Regions from separate parts of the Sus scrofa genome. Here region 1 is linked to region 2. The links are chromatin contacts, called in public Hi-C maps. All regions are on one chromosome and are shown on one strand. Each heading gives the region's core, a stretch centred on a gene start, on an enhancer-like site or on the middle of the called end of the contact. The rest is flanking DNA. Distances are from core to core; before and after follow the strand shown.

Region 1 (6,247 bases), core at 3,229-5,728, 260 kb before region 2:
TCCATCGACCTGGCTTCCACCTACCCCTCTGTGCTCTCTGCTGTGCATCGGAGCCCCTTCTGAGCTCTAGGGTCCCAAGAGGCAGTCAGGATTCATCTTTGTCTTCACGGTGTCAAGAGAGCCTAGAGCACTGATGTGCTTGTAGATGCTCCACTGCCACTGGTTTGTCGTGTCTGCAGGTTTCTGAGATTTCCACGCGGCCTGTTTCAGGGACCAATGTGATAACAGTGGGTGGGGAGTTAGAAACTCACCGTATACACCATTCTGTAGTATTTCCACCCTGTGGGTGAGAGAATCTCAACATAAATATCACCAGACCACACAGAGCAGTGCAACCCAATATGGTAATTAGGAAAGGGTGTGGTTTTATTTATTTGTCTCCTTTGATTATAATTTAATTCTAGGTTTGCGTAAATGCGTTTTAATAATAACTCGGTTAACAACGGGTTTGCTAAATTCCTGAAAACTTAACAATCAGTTCTCCAGAGCCAGCATGTCAGTGGGAGCACCACAGTTCCTTGCCTGAAATCCCTATGGCCAGATGTTGGAATCTGGATTTTCCTTGATTTTAGAAAGGTAATACCAAGAGTGCATTGTCACATGTAACATCTCCTATGATGCTGGAGGCAGAACTCTGTAATCAAAACATTGACGTCTCTGTAGGAAAACATGTGAATATTCACCAATATGTGAGTAAATGCATGTTATACATAATTTTGCATCAGTTCAGATTGGGTTTTGCCAGCAAATGTGCTTCTCAGGAATTTACAAGCAAAACTTTGTTTCTGGAGCCATGTGATTTTGGAACTGTGGATAAGACATTGCGAGGCTGTATTACTTGTCTGTAGGTCAAGTTTTGTTATTCCAGGTCTGGGAGAACCTGCTTATTTGCTTTCTAGATGTGAGAGAGGTTGGATACTCAGCAGCTCTCCGACTGGAGTCTGGGCTGCCCTGAAGGAGGGACCCGGTCCGCTTCTCGCTTCTTCCTCTGAAACCTCTGGCCCCATGACTCCCTCCCCATTAAAGACTCTTTCTGTGCTTCATTCTTTCTGTCCAGCTTCTTGGCCCCACCTCCCCTGGGGCTTCACCCCCAGTAGCTCAGCTTCTTCCTTCTTTTTATTTTATTTTATTTTACTTATTTTTTTTGCTTTTTAGGGCCACACCCGAGGCATATGAAATTTCCCAGGCTAGGGGCCGAATCAGAGCTACAGCTGCTGTCCTACACCACAGCCACAGCCACGCCACATCTGAGCTGTGTCTGTGACCTACACCACAGCTCATGGCCACGCCGGATCCTTAACCCACTGAGCGAGGCCAGGGATCGAAGCCACCTCCTCATGGATACTAGTCAGAATCATTTCTGCTGAACCATGATGGGAACCCCCCTTCTTCTTATTAAAAAAAAATTCTGTTGGAATATGCTTGACTTAGAATGTTGTGTTGGTTGCAGGTGTACAGCAAAGTGAATCGGTTTTATATAGACACACACGCACATACACATATCTGTTCCTTGTCAGATTCCTTTCCTATATAAGTCACTACAGACTACTGAGTAGTCTCCCCTGTGCTGGCCCCTGTTACTCATCCGTTCCGTATCTAGCAGTGTGTATATATCAACCCCAAACTCCCATTTGACCCCTCCCCTCAACATTTCCCCTTTGTTAACCACAAGTTTGGTTTCAATATCTTTGAGTCTGTGTCTGTTTTGTGAATAAGTTCTTTTGTACCAGTCAGAATGGCCATCCTCAAAAAGTCTTATAAACAATAAATGCTGGAGAGAATGTGGAGAAAACCCCCTTACAGTGTTGGGGGTTTGGTGCAGCCACTGTAGCGAACAGTATGGAGATTCCTTTAAAAACTTAATAGAGAACCACTGTATGACCCCACAGTCCCATTCTTGGGTGTATATCTGAAAACACCCATAATTTGAAAAGATAAGTCACCGCAGTGTTTGTCACAGCGCTATTTACAATAACCAAGAGATGGAATCAACCTAAATTCCATAATAATATATATAGTACTCAGCCATAAAAAAGAATGAAGTAATGCCATTTGCAGCAGCATAGACGGACCTAGAAATTATCATACTAAGTGAAATAAGTCAGAGAAAGACATCCTATGAGATGACTCATATGGAATCGGATTCTTCCTTCTACATAACCTTCTGTTGCTGCTCCTTTCACCCAGTGTTCTGTGTGAACTGCCAAGCACTGATGGTACAGAGGCCACAACATCTGGAGTCCAGCCCTGAGCTCATCCTCCAGGAAGTGGAATGAAAGTGACAAGCTGGCTTGGAAGGAGCAAATTCCGGGGGTGGAAATACATTCCAGAGTGCTTGGAATATGGATATTGTGTCTTTGCAAAGCTTCTTTTCTTTCAAGTCCTGTGACTGCGACAGCTTCAGTTACTCTCTTTGGTCAGACCCATTTCTTTGCACACCTGTTGTGTCTTGTTTGTCCTTGAGCATACCTCCCGGGGACATCACCTGCTGGTAGCCTCCAAGAACAAGACCGCTTTAGGCAACAGGAGCGGGTTTTTGCCTGGTGCCTGTGCAGGATGGCGCTTGGATTTCCTGACTCGCATGTGGTTTTTAAGGCTCCACTGGGAATATTTGGCACCAGGAGCTCTGAATCACTAAATTCAGGGGTTTTCCATTAGTATTGTTTTATGAGTGGAAACTGATGAGTGTACGTAACTTATTTTGCAATCATATAATGTGGAGGTTTAATTCAACTTTTCATTCTTGGTGAACGTATTGAATATAAATATTTCACAATCTTGCACAATATTCTCTTTTATTCATTTATTCCACTTTGCGATGTCACGATTTGTGAAGCGACTTTTTTTTCCCCCTCATAATTTACCACTTGCCTAAGTGTGTTTCGCTGTCTGACAGGACTGAATCAGGCCAGCTTTAAGGTGGCAGCAATTTATAAATAACATGCTTTTCTAACAAAAAAGCAGCAGCCCATTAATGGTTTGTTTACATGAAGGTTGTGTTTATTTCTGGCAATTTTGATCTTAATTGTCTAATCAGATATGTGGTTTACAGTGTAGACTAACTTGGCCAGTCTGCGTTTCCTTTTCTTTTAGGCTAGTCTGCATGGATGTAGGAACTGTTTTTAGATGTCCCCGCTGCGACCTGCGCTGCGTTTGCCATTGTGCCTGGGTAGGCAGACCATACGGTCTGTAGGGTCTCTCGTGTGTGAGAGTGGTTTTATTGTCTGAGCACTTTCCAGCTTCTGGGCCATTAAGACACTTCCAGCATTTTCTGTGCGTTTAGAGAGAAAAAAACGCCTCTGTTGGTGAGGCGTGTGGGCGCCAGAGCAGCCGGGGCCTGGGCTGGGCTGCACTGGATGCGTGTTACCCGGGGTCTCCTTGGCTTGCAGATGGTGTCCTCTTGGTACTTTCCTCTGCCTTGTGGTCTCTCACCTTTTCTTTCGGCCCTTTGTCATTCATACTGTTGTTTTAAATTCCTTATGTCACGTCCAAGGTAGGACTGTGTTGACTTCCTCAGAGGGGAGCAGGGTGATGAGCTGATCCTGGTGAAGACAGTGGCATCACCCACCACCACCCACCCTGCTGCCGTGGTTCTGAGCCTGCTTGCTTTGGGCCTGATTTTTGCTTCACAGTTGCAGATACAGGCTCATGTTTGCACGTAACCCCCTCCTCAGGTGTATAACTGCTTCACAGGTTGGCATTACTATTCTCTCTCTTTATGAGGTGAGGAGAGACTAGGGCATGGAGAGGTCAAGAAACTCGCCCAGGAGTTCCCGTCGTGGCGCAGTGGAAATGAATCCGACTAGGAACCGTGAGGTCGTGGGTTCGATCCCTGGCCTTGTTCAGTGGGTTAAGGATCTGGCGTTGCCGTGAGCTGTGGTGTAGGTCATGGATGAGGCTCGGATCCCACGTTGCTGTGGCTCTGGCGTAGGCCGGCAGCAGTAGCTCTGATTGGACCCCTAGCCTGGGAACCTCCATATGCCATGCGTGCAGCCCTAAAAGGACAAAAAAAAAAAGAAAGAAACTCGCCCAGTGCCAGCTTAGTCCGGACCATTGCCGCCTCTTCTCTGGCAGCTGCCGCTCAGCTTTATTCTGCCACTCGGTAGCTGAGAGTCCGGCATCCTTCAGGGCGGGCCTCAGTCGCCTCTTTCCATTTACTTTCCCCACAAGGACTTCTTTTGCATCCCCCTCATTCCTGTTCCTTCCATATGTCACTGCCTCCTAACACTGAGAGGTGTCGCCCTCTCAGTAAACTGTCCCCTGAAAGTGACCTTGGCAGTTGGGTGGCAATGGGGTCACTTGTGTCTTGTGACAGCCCGTCGAGTGCCTTCTGTGCCGTATCTCTGTACTGAAAGGTGCCAGCGCAGGAGGCTCTTGTGTTCATTCTGTTGGATGGACGTGTTTGGCGGAGGCTGCGTTTATCTCCTGTGGGTGGAGCGCGTCTCTCAGCACCTGTTCTCCTGTAGGTCTCACTTGTGAAACTGGTGGCTGTTCTTTCCCTTGACGTGGCTGTCCTGGCGTGGCCCCTCTGCTTGCTGGCCAGGATGGAGGTTGTGTGCTGCCGTGTCCGGCAGGGATTCGGAGCAAAGCCACTGGCTTCCAGTGCACCTGGGCCATCCTGCTACTCACAGGCGGTGGTGGACCATGGCCAGTGATCCTGACCCTGCGGGCTTCCCGTTTGTTTCCCTGGGTCGTGGGTGGGTATGACTGTAGCGCCTTTTGCATTTTGAAGAGAAGAAATGTCGGCTCCCACCATCAGTATCACTGGGTTGCTGCTGCTGTTACTGTCATCACATTCGTAAATAGTCAGGCGTCCTTTTTATCTCTTACTTGCATCCCAATCCATGTAAAGCGATTCCTTATTTCCAGGTTTTAACTTTGTACATTTTTGTAGGAAAATGAGAAGATGGAGCAGAAAAAGTAGCACAGACACTTCAAGAGAATAAAGAGAATTTGAGGATATTGAGAGGAGATTTACACTCCACTAATAGAGAACTTTGCGGTAATCAGAGTGACGTGATGGAATGTAAGAAATCTGTGTTGATATTAATTGAGTATAGAAAATGTGTTTTTAATTCTGTCTTCTTTCTCTTCAAGAGGTCTGTGAATCTGCTGAAACTGTCTCCAGATTTCACTGACTCTGTGCCTTTTTTTTACCCCCTGTGGAGAAGATTCATCTGTAGCTCTGTTAAACTTAGTGAAGTGGCCCATGACACACATTTCTTGGCGCATAGTAGGTGCGTGGCGTGAGTAAAAGAATAAATGGGAGTTCCCTTTGTGGCTTCTCAGAAATGAACCACACTAGTATCCATGAGGATGTGGGTTCGATCCCTGGCCTTACTCAGTAGGTTAAGGATCCGGTGTTGCTGTGAGCTGTAGTGTAGGTCATGGACGAGGCTTGGATCCCGGGTTGCAGTGGCTGTGGTGGAGGCCAGCAGCTGCAGCTCTGATTCAACCCCCTAGCCTAAGAACCTCCATATGCTGTAGGTGTGGCCCTAAAAAAAATGATAATAATAAATGAAGTGAAGCATGTGTGAACAGTAGCCTTATAAGCTGGTGCGATGTCTAGTCAGCCCTGAAAGTTGTGATACTCCTTATGCAAAAGCAGAAACCACAGACCAGTGGGGTCAGGGGTCAGGGACTGCTTGAATGTCAGCTGGCTCTTTTTTTGGGCATCAATCTTGTTTCTTGAGATTCTAGGCTCAGCCTACTTCAGACATGCTTCTGACTACAGAGAATGATAAGATCTGGGTATTGGAAGGTTGAAAAGTGGGAGGATGATGACATGGGCAGTAGGCATCATTCAGTCCCTGAACCAAGGCAATGCCAGGGTGACCTTCCTGTCTTCTTGCAGGCTGGTTTTCTGGGTGTGCACCAGGGGGTGAGGTTAGGGAATGGTGCCCAGAGGACTTGTGTGGATGAGCTGCTTGGATTAGCTCACCTGTAGTTTTCTAAGAGATGGCAAAAGAGATGCAAGTGGTATTAATTCATCGTGGATTGATTGGGGCACCTTTCAGGTAGGAACAGGGTGGGATCCAGAGATGAAAGAAATAGACCCTTTCACAAGAAAACCTAGAGCTGTTTACCGAATCCTCATTTGTTGAGACAAGCATGCTGTGAAAATGAATTTATCTGCTTGGTGTCATTGGAACAAATATTTGAGTGTCTGTTTTTAGGTACATCCCATTAGTGGATTGAAATTTAAGGTTTTTCCTATTTTAGTTTCTTCCCCTTTTATTAAGATTAT
Region 2 (6,044 bases), core at 1,721-4,220:
TTTTTTTCCCCTCTCAACCCCAAACACTATGTGCTTTGGGAAACTTTGCACCTCTCATCCCTCTTCTGTAACTATATAAAAATAACTATAAATAAATAAGATATATATATATATATACATATATATATATAAAAGAATAATCACTCTTGGAGTTCCCTTCATGCCTCAGTGGAAACGAATCTGACTAGCATCCATGTGGACCCAGGTTCAATCCCTGGCCTCACTCAGTGGGTTAAGGATCCGGCTTTGCCATGAGCTGTCTGTAGGTTGCAGATGCAGCTCAAATCTTGAGTTGCTGTGGCTGTGGTGTAGGCTGGCAGCTATGGCTCCGATTCAACCCCTAGCCTGGAAACCTCCACATGCCATGCCTGTGGCCCTAAAAAGACAGAAGACAAAAAAAAGAAAAGAAAAGAAAAAGAATAATCACTCTCTTGTGGCGTTGTGTGGGATAAATGAAATAATACAAGTAAACCATTTGGCATAGTGCTTGCTTATAGTATTATAAATACATATATTTAATGGTGGCGGAGGTCAAATCTCATGTTAAAACTATGTTATGATAAAAAGCCTTCTTTTAAGTAGATCTTGAAAATTCACAGTAAGAAGCACAATTACTTGAATAAGCATTCTGTCTGAACACATTTTAAATTTTTGGATAACTTCTCGGCCTGTATTTGATTGGCTGATTGATTGAAATATAGTTGGTTTATCATGTTTCAGGTGTACAGCAAAGCGATTGAGTTATACACGTATATTCTTTTTCGGATTCTATTCCATTTCAGGTTGTGCAGGATGCTGACTATAGTTCCCTGTGCTATACAGTCAGGTCCTTGTTGTTTACCTATATTATATACAGTAGTGAATACCTATTAATCTCAAATTCCCAATATATCATTCCTCCACCCTTTCCTCATTTGTAACCATGGTTTGTTTTCTGTATCTGTGAGTCAATGAACTTATTTTATCATCTTTTTAGATTCCACATGGACTTAATTTTAGGTGGAATTTAATCTATATAAACTACTGGCCAAACTGTGGAGTAATTAAAGTGAGATAATCCCTGACCGTGACATAGTGGGCAGTGTCCTTAATCTTTGTTGCCTATGCATGATAACAATTTGGTATCTAGCTAGTGTTTCCTAGGTATGACGTTGTAAACGTGGGCATTAGCTGGATGAGAGCTTTTCAAACTTGGACTGTCGGTAGAGGAACCACTGTAACATTAATTGGCGATAGAATTTGTTTCATAACGTGTGCGATCTGTTGCAGTGGCAAAATAGATTATTTTTAGACTTCCAGATAAAATTGTTTTCTCACCAGATAATTATAATTGGCTCTGTGTGTAACACAAATTTTAAATATTTTATGTTATTAGTAACACCAGCGTAACACGGGAGCTAACAAGATAGAAATGCAAATACATTTTCCTGTTTCTTAAACTGTGGCTGCAAACGGAGAATTGGTTCTGTAAATTATTTTTAATGTGCATACTTTTTAACAAGGTTCTTCAAGTGGTAATCGTTTCTCGGTTTCCAGCGTCGAGGGGTAGTGATAGCTTGACAGCCGTAATGTTGCTTTTATTGGCGGTGAAATATTGGTTTTCATTAAATTTTATGTTAAAAACCCTTATTTAGAATCATAGATTTCTACCCGTTTAGAGCAGGAAGGAACTTGATTTAACAGCCTCCTGTTAAAAAGAAAAGTGGGACGGGGAGTGGAGTACAGATGAAGGTGGATGCTCTCATCTTTATCTTTCCACTTAAGAAGGTCTTGGTACCAAGGCAGGAATACCTGATATGGGTCAAGAAACCTGTACGTGGCGGGCGGGGGGGAGATGGGGGGGGTGCTGTCCTCAGGTGAATCCTTATCACCAGTAGCCTTTTTACAGGTTTATGAAACAGGGATAATCATTCTTGACTTGGCAGTCACCGAAATATATATTCATCGAATAATGTGTATATATTTGAAAATGTACTTAAAAACACAAACCCCTACTTGGGTGTTGTATTATACTGTTATAACTACCCTTGCTGGAGTTCCTGTTATGACTCGGTGGGTTAAGAACCTGACATAGGTTCCTGAGAATGCAGGTTAAAGAACCTGACATAGATTCATGAGAATGCAGGTTCAATCCCTGGCCTTGCTCAGTGGCTTAAGGATCTGGCATTGCTGTGAGCTGTAGTGTAGGTCGCAGACATGGCTTGGATCCCACGTGGCTGTGGCTGTGGTGTAGGCCAGCAGGCGCAGCTCCGATTCGACCCCTAGCCTGGGAACTTCCATATACCATAGGTGTGGCCATAAAAAAAAAAAAAAGCAAAATTACCCTTGCCTCTTGACCTCTTCTTCAACCTGAAGGATTAAGTTGAATAAGTGAGTTAATTCAAAAAAACATACGATGGCTTTGGAATAGACCTCATCATGCAGGTTATTGGCATATTTCTGGATCTATCTATCTATCTAATCTATACCCATCTATCTATATCTATATATCTATAAGCAATACTGAGCTAAGAGTCTAATTGGGCTTCAAGTGAGATTTCTTTAAAAGAACTCAAAGCACAATCTAGAGAGTCATAACCAGATTTCCTTCAAAGTTAAATTAAGCAGACACAGCTGTTCATCTGTGAATAAACAGTGCACGAGTGACTTGTATGTTTACCGTCCTCGTTATTGAGAAGGGGCTGAGATGCTCTGGCCTGGGACCTCCAGGCCTCCTTGCTCCAAATCCCACATAGTTCTTGCTCCTCCCTTTGGCCCAGGAGGCTGCGGCGCCCTCTGCTGGGTCCCTTGCTGTTTTCAGTCTGTTAACAGATTCTCTCAAAGCATCTGGGTGTCCCTTCATTGCACCACGCGGCCCACGAGGCAGGTGACCTGCTCTGCATCAAGTGCTCCCCTTGCCCCCTCTGCGCCCCTCCGTCCTTCATCCGCCTCTGGGCTGCTCCCTACTCTTCCGTTTGTCTTTTTTCCTCCCTGTTGATCCAGCTCTGGGTGCCCTGATGGGTGTCTAGCGAGGCCTTCCTGCGGGCATGTGCTCCGGCCAGGCCCCCTCATCCCGCTGCAGGGCCTCCTCGGGCGCTAGGGCCCTTGCTCTTGTCCTCTGTCTGCTGGAGGCCCTGCTAGGACCTTGACATAGCTGCTTTTTCCCGTCGTCCAGCTCAGCTCTGAGTGTCCTCTGGAGTGGACATTCCTGACACCCTGTCCCCCTCTCCGCCAGCCTTCTCTGGCCTTTCCCTTATCCTTAATTCCTCATGCATGTGTTCCTACCTCACATGCTCTACTCACTCATGTGTTTTATTATTTCTAATTCTGCCCTCTTGAATGTAGCTCTCCAGGAGCAGAGACCCCACCTGTCCTGTCCACCGGTGTGTCTGTAAGCTCCCAAACGGTAGCCGGCAAGCAGTAGTTGCCGGCTGAAGTTTGTTTAATGGCTATGTATGTGCGTGTGTGTTTCACATATGCATGCATGTATGGAGTATGTTTTATGCATGTTTATAATGTGCTGCTATGGGCTCACATGTTTGTGTGGGTTCGCATGTGTGTTTCATGTGTATATTGTGTGTGTTTGCAGATGTCTGTTTGCATGCATGTCCCTTCATATGTATGTTTATATGTCTGTGTGTGTATCTGTATGTGGGGTTGTGGGCTCCCCGCCTCTTGCTTGCTAAGTGTTCTTACCCACTCTCAGAAAAATCCTGCTGGGTGAGGGGTGGCTGACTCCTGACTCTGCCACCAAGGAGACCATCCGTACCAGGGCCAAAGCAAGCCCTCTCTTTAGGATGCTTCCTGTTTCTGGTTTTCAAAGCACTCCTTTTCACCAAATCTAAAAATCCTAACTTCCTCAAAGCAGCTATATTTAAAAGGCTGCTTATCAAAGCTTTTGCCTTTACCCCTTCTTGCATGCTTTCTAAAAATTCTTCTTTGATAGGATATAATGGAGAGCTTCTAGAAACTGTTAACACTGAATAAAACACATTCATGAGATGACTCTTTTCACTAATCCTGAGTTATCATTAAAGTAAAAAGTTTTTGTATAAAACTTAGAAAATACAGAAAAACAAAAAAATCATCTCACCCCAAGCCAATAATTATTACCATTTTAGAGTATATCCTTAGAACCACACACAGAGACAGATATCTGCGTATATGACTTATTCAAAACTATGAATAGAGTCAAATTCCACATAACTCTTGGAGTTCCAATCGTGGCACAGTGGTTAATGAATCCGACTAGGAACCATGAGGTTGCCAGTTCAGTCCCCGGCCTTGCTCAGTAGGTTAAGGATCCGGCGTTGCCGTGAGCTGTGGTGTAGGTCAAGACTCGGCTCGGATCCTGCGTTGCTGTGGCTCTGGTGTAGGCCGGTGGCTACAGCTCCGATTACACCCCTAGCCTGGGAACCTCCATATGCCGCGGGAGCGGCCCTAGAAGAGACAAAAAGACAAAAAAAAAATCCACATAACTCTTTAACCTGCCTTTTTACTTCATCTGTCACAAACATCCTTCCATGTCAGTAAGTATTCGCCTACAAAACATTTTTTTTTTTAAATAAAGGGCAGCAATATTTCCTTTCATAGATTTATCTTGGTCAGATTGCTTAACCACCCAAACCTCAGTTTTCTTATGTGCAAAAGGGAAACATAACACTACCTTAAATGATCTCAAGGAATTAAACGAGATAACACACAGGAAGCACTAAGAATAATGCCTGTCTCACCAGTGCTCCGTTGACTACTCGATGCTATTTTTATTTATCCATTTCCTACTGTCTTTTAACGACTAAAAATGCACTGTGACCTGTCCTACCATTATTTCTGGCAAATACAAATATGCCATCATATTTTATCAAACATACAAAACTCTAAAAATAAATATGTTCTTCATTTTCAAATAGCATTATCAAAAGATGATAGGATGGAGTTCCAGTCATGGCTCAGCAGAAACAAATCTGACTAGCATCCATGAGGACACAGGTTCGATCCCTGGCCCCGCTCAGTGGGTAAAGGATTTGGTGTTGCCATGAGCTGTGGTGTAGGTCGCAAACGTGGCTGAGATCTGGCATTGCTGTGGCGGTGGTGTAGGCCGGCAGCTGCAGCTCTGATTCGACCCCTAGCTTGGGAACCTCCATATGCCACAGGTGTGGACCTAAAAAGACCAAAAAAAAAAAAAAAAAAAAAAAAAGGTAGGATATTGATATTGAAGGCTAATACCACACTTCAGGCACTCTGGAGTTTGGCTTAACGGTTTCCATGTGAACGTGGAAGTTCGTGCCACTTGCCTCAGGCTGTCTCATCCTTGGCCTCTGCCACCTCTGCCATCTGACTTTCTGCTAAAGGTTGATGTTCCCCCAGGATGTTCCAGAAGGATGCCCTGCTGTGCCCTTCTATCGTGTCTAGACAGCTCCCCTCCTAGACTCCCTTATTTCTTCTCCCTCTCAGGGCTCTTTGGACCACTAGGCTCAGGGTGGTATTAGACCAAAGGAATTGTCTATCAGGGTTGAGGAATTCACCTATATTCTTTAAGAGTGCATGAGACCTTAAATACAAAAACTTGTTTGAGGAGTTCCCTTCATGGCTCAGCATGTTAAGAACCTGACCAGTATCCATGAGGCCACAAGTTCCATCCCTGGCCTCATTCATTGGGTTAAGGATCCAGCATCTCCTTGAGCTGTGGAGTAGGTCGCAAATGTGGCTCAGATCCCAAGTTGCTATGGCTGTGGCATAGGCCTGCAGCTGTAGCTCCCATTCGAGACCTAGCCCAGGAACTTCCATGTGCTGTAGGGCAGCCCTAAAAAGACAAAAAAAAAAAAAAAGTTGTTCAATTTCATTTAAACTTTTTATTTTGAGTTTTTTATCTCATTAGGTGAAGCATGTATGTAAATTTAGAAAGGCTTGGGCTGTTTCTTTTATTTTGGATTATTTTTAAAAATACCCGTCTCTACTTCTAATGAAGATCTAGTCCCCTTTTAAAATATGTCAAAATTAAATTTCTGTTCTGAAATTCTGTATATGTAAAAAAAAAAAAATCTGTATTCATGGTTGGGTCATTC

What was found. A called contact is a pair of places that touch in the nucleus more often than the background predicts.
Region 1: a contact with region 2 is called in a Hi-C map of heart right ventricle, with 2.4 times the contacts expected there. The contact joins two enhancer-like sites. A contact is called at or near these places in 2 of 47 Hi-C or Micro-C datasets (heart right ventricle and liver).

Annotation. Positions count from the first base shown.
Region 1 is chr10:57,364,657-57,370,903 of Sscrofa11.1, reverse strand. All of the region lies in intron 2 of PARD3 (partitioning defective 3 homolog), which reads left to right. Among named protein-coding and RNA genes, the nearest start is that of PARD3, 230 kb to the left of the region's middle. Within about 2 kb of position 4,478, at least 2 of the 83 cell types and tissues checked have an H3K27ac peak or open chromatin away from gene starts, as enhancers often do.
Region 2 is chr10:57,099,872-57,105,915 of Sscrofa11.1, reverse strand. All of the region lies in intron 23 of PARD3 (partitioning defective 3 homolog), which reads left to right. Among named protein-coding and RNA genes, the nearest start is that of PARD3, 500 kb to the left of the region's middle. Within about 2 kb of position 2,970, at least 4 of the 83 cell types and tissues checked have an H3K27ac peak or open chromatin away from gene starts, as enhancers often do.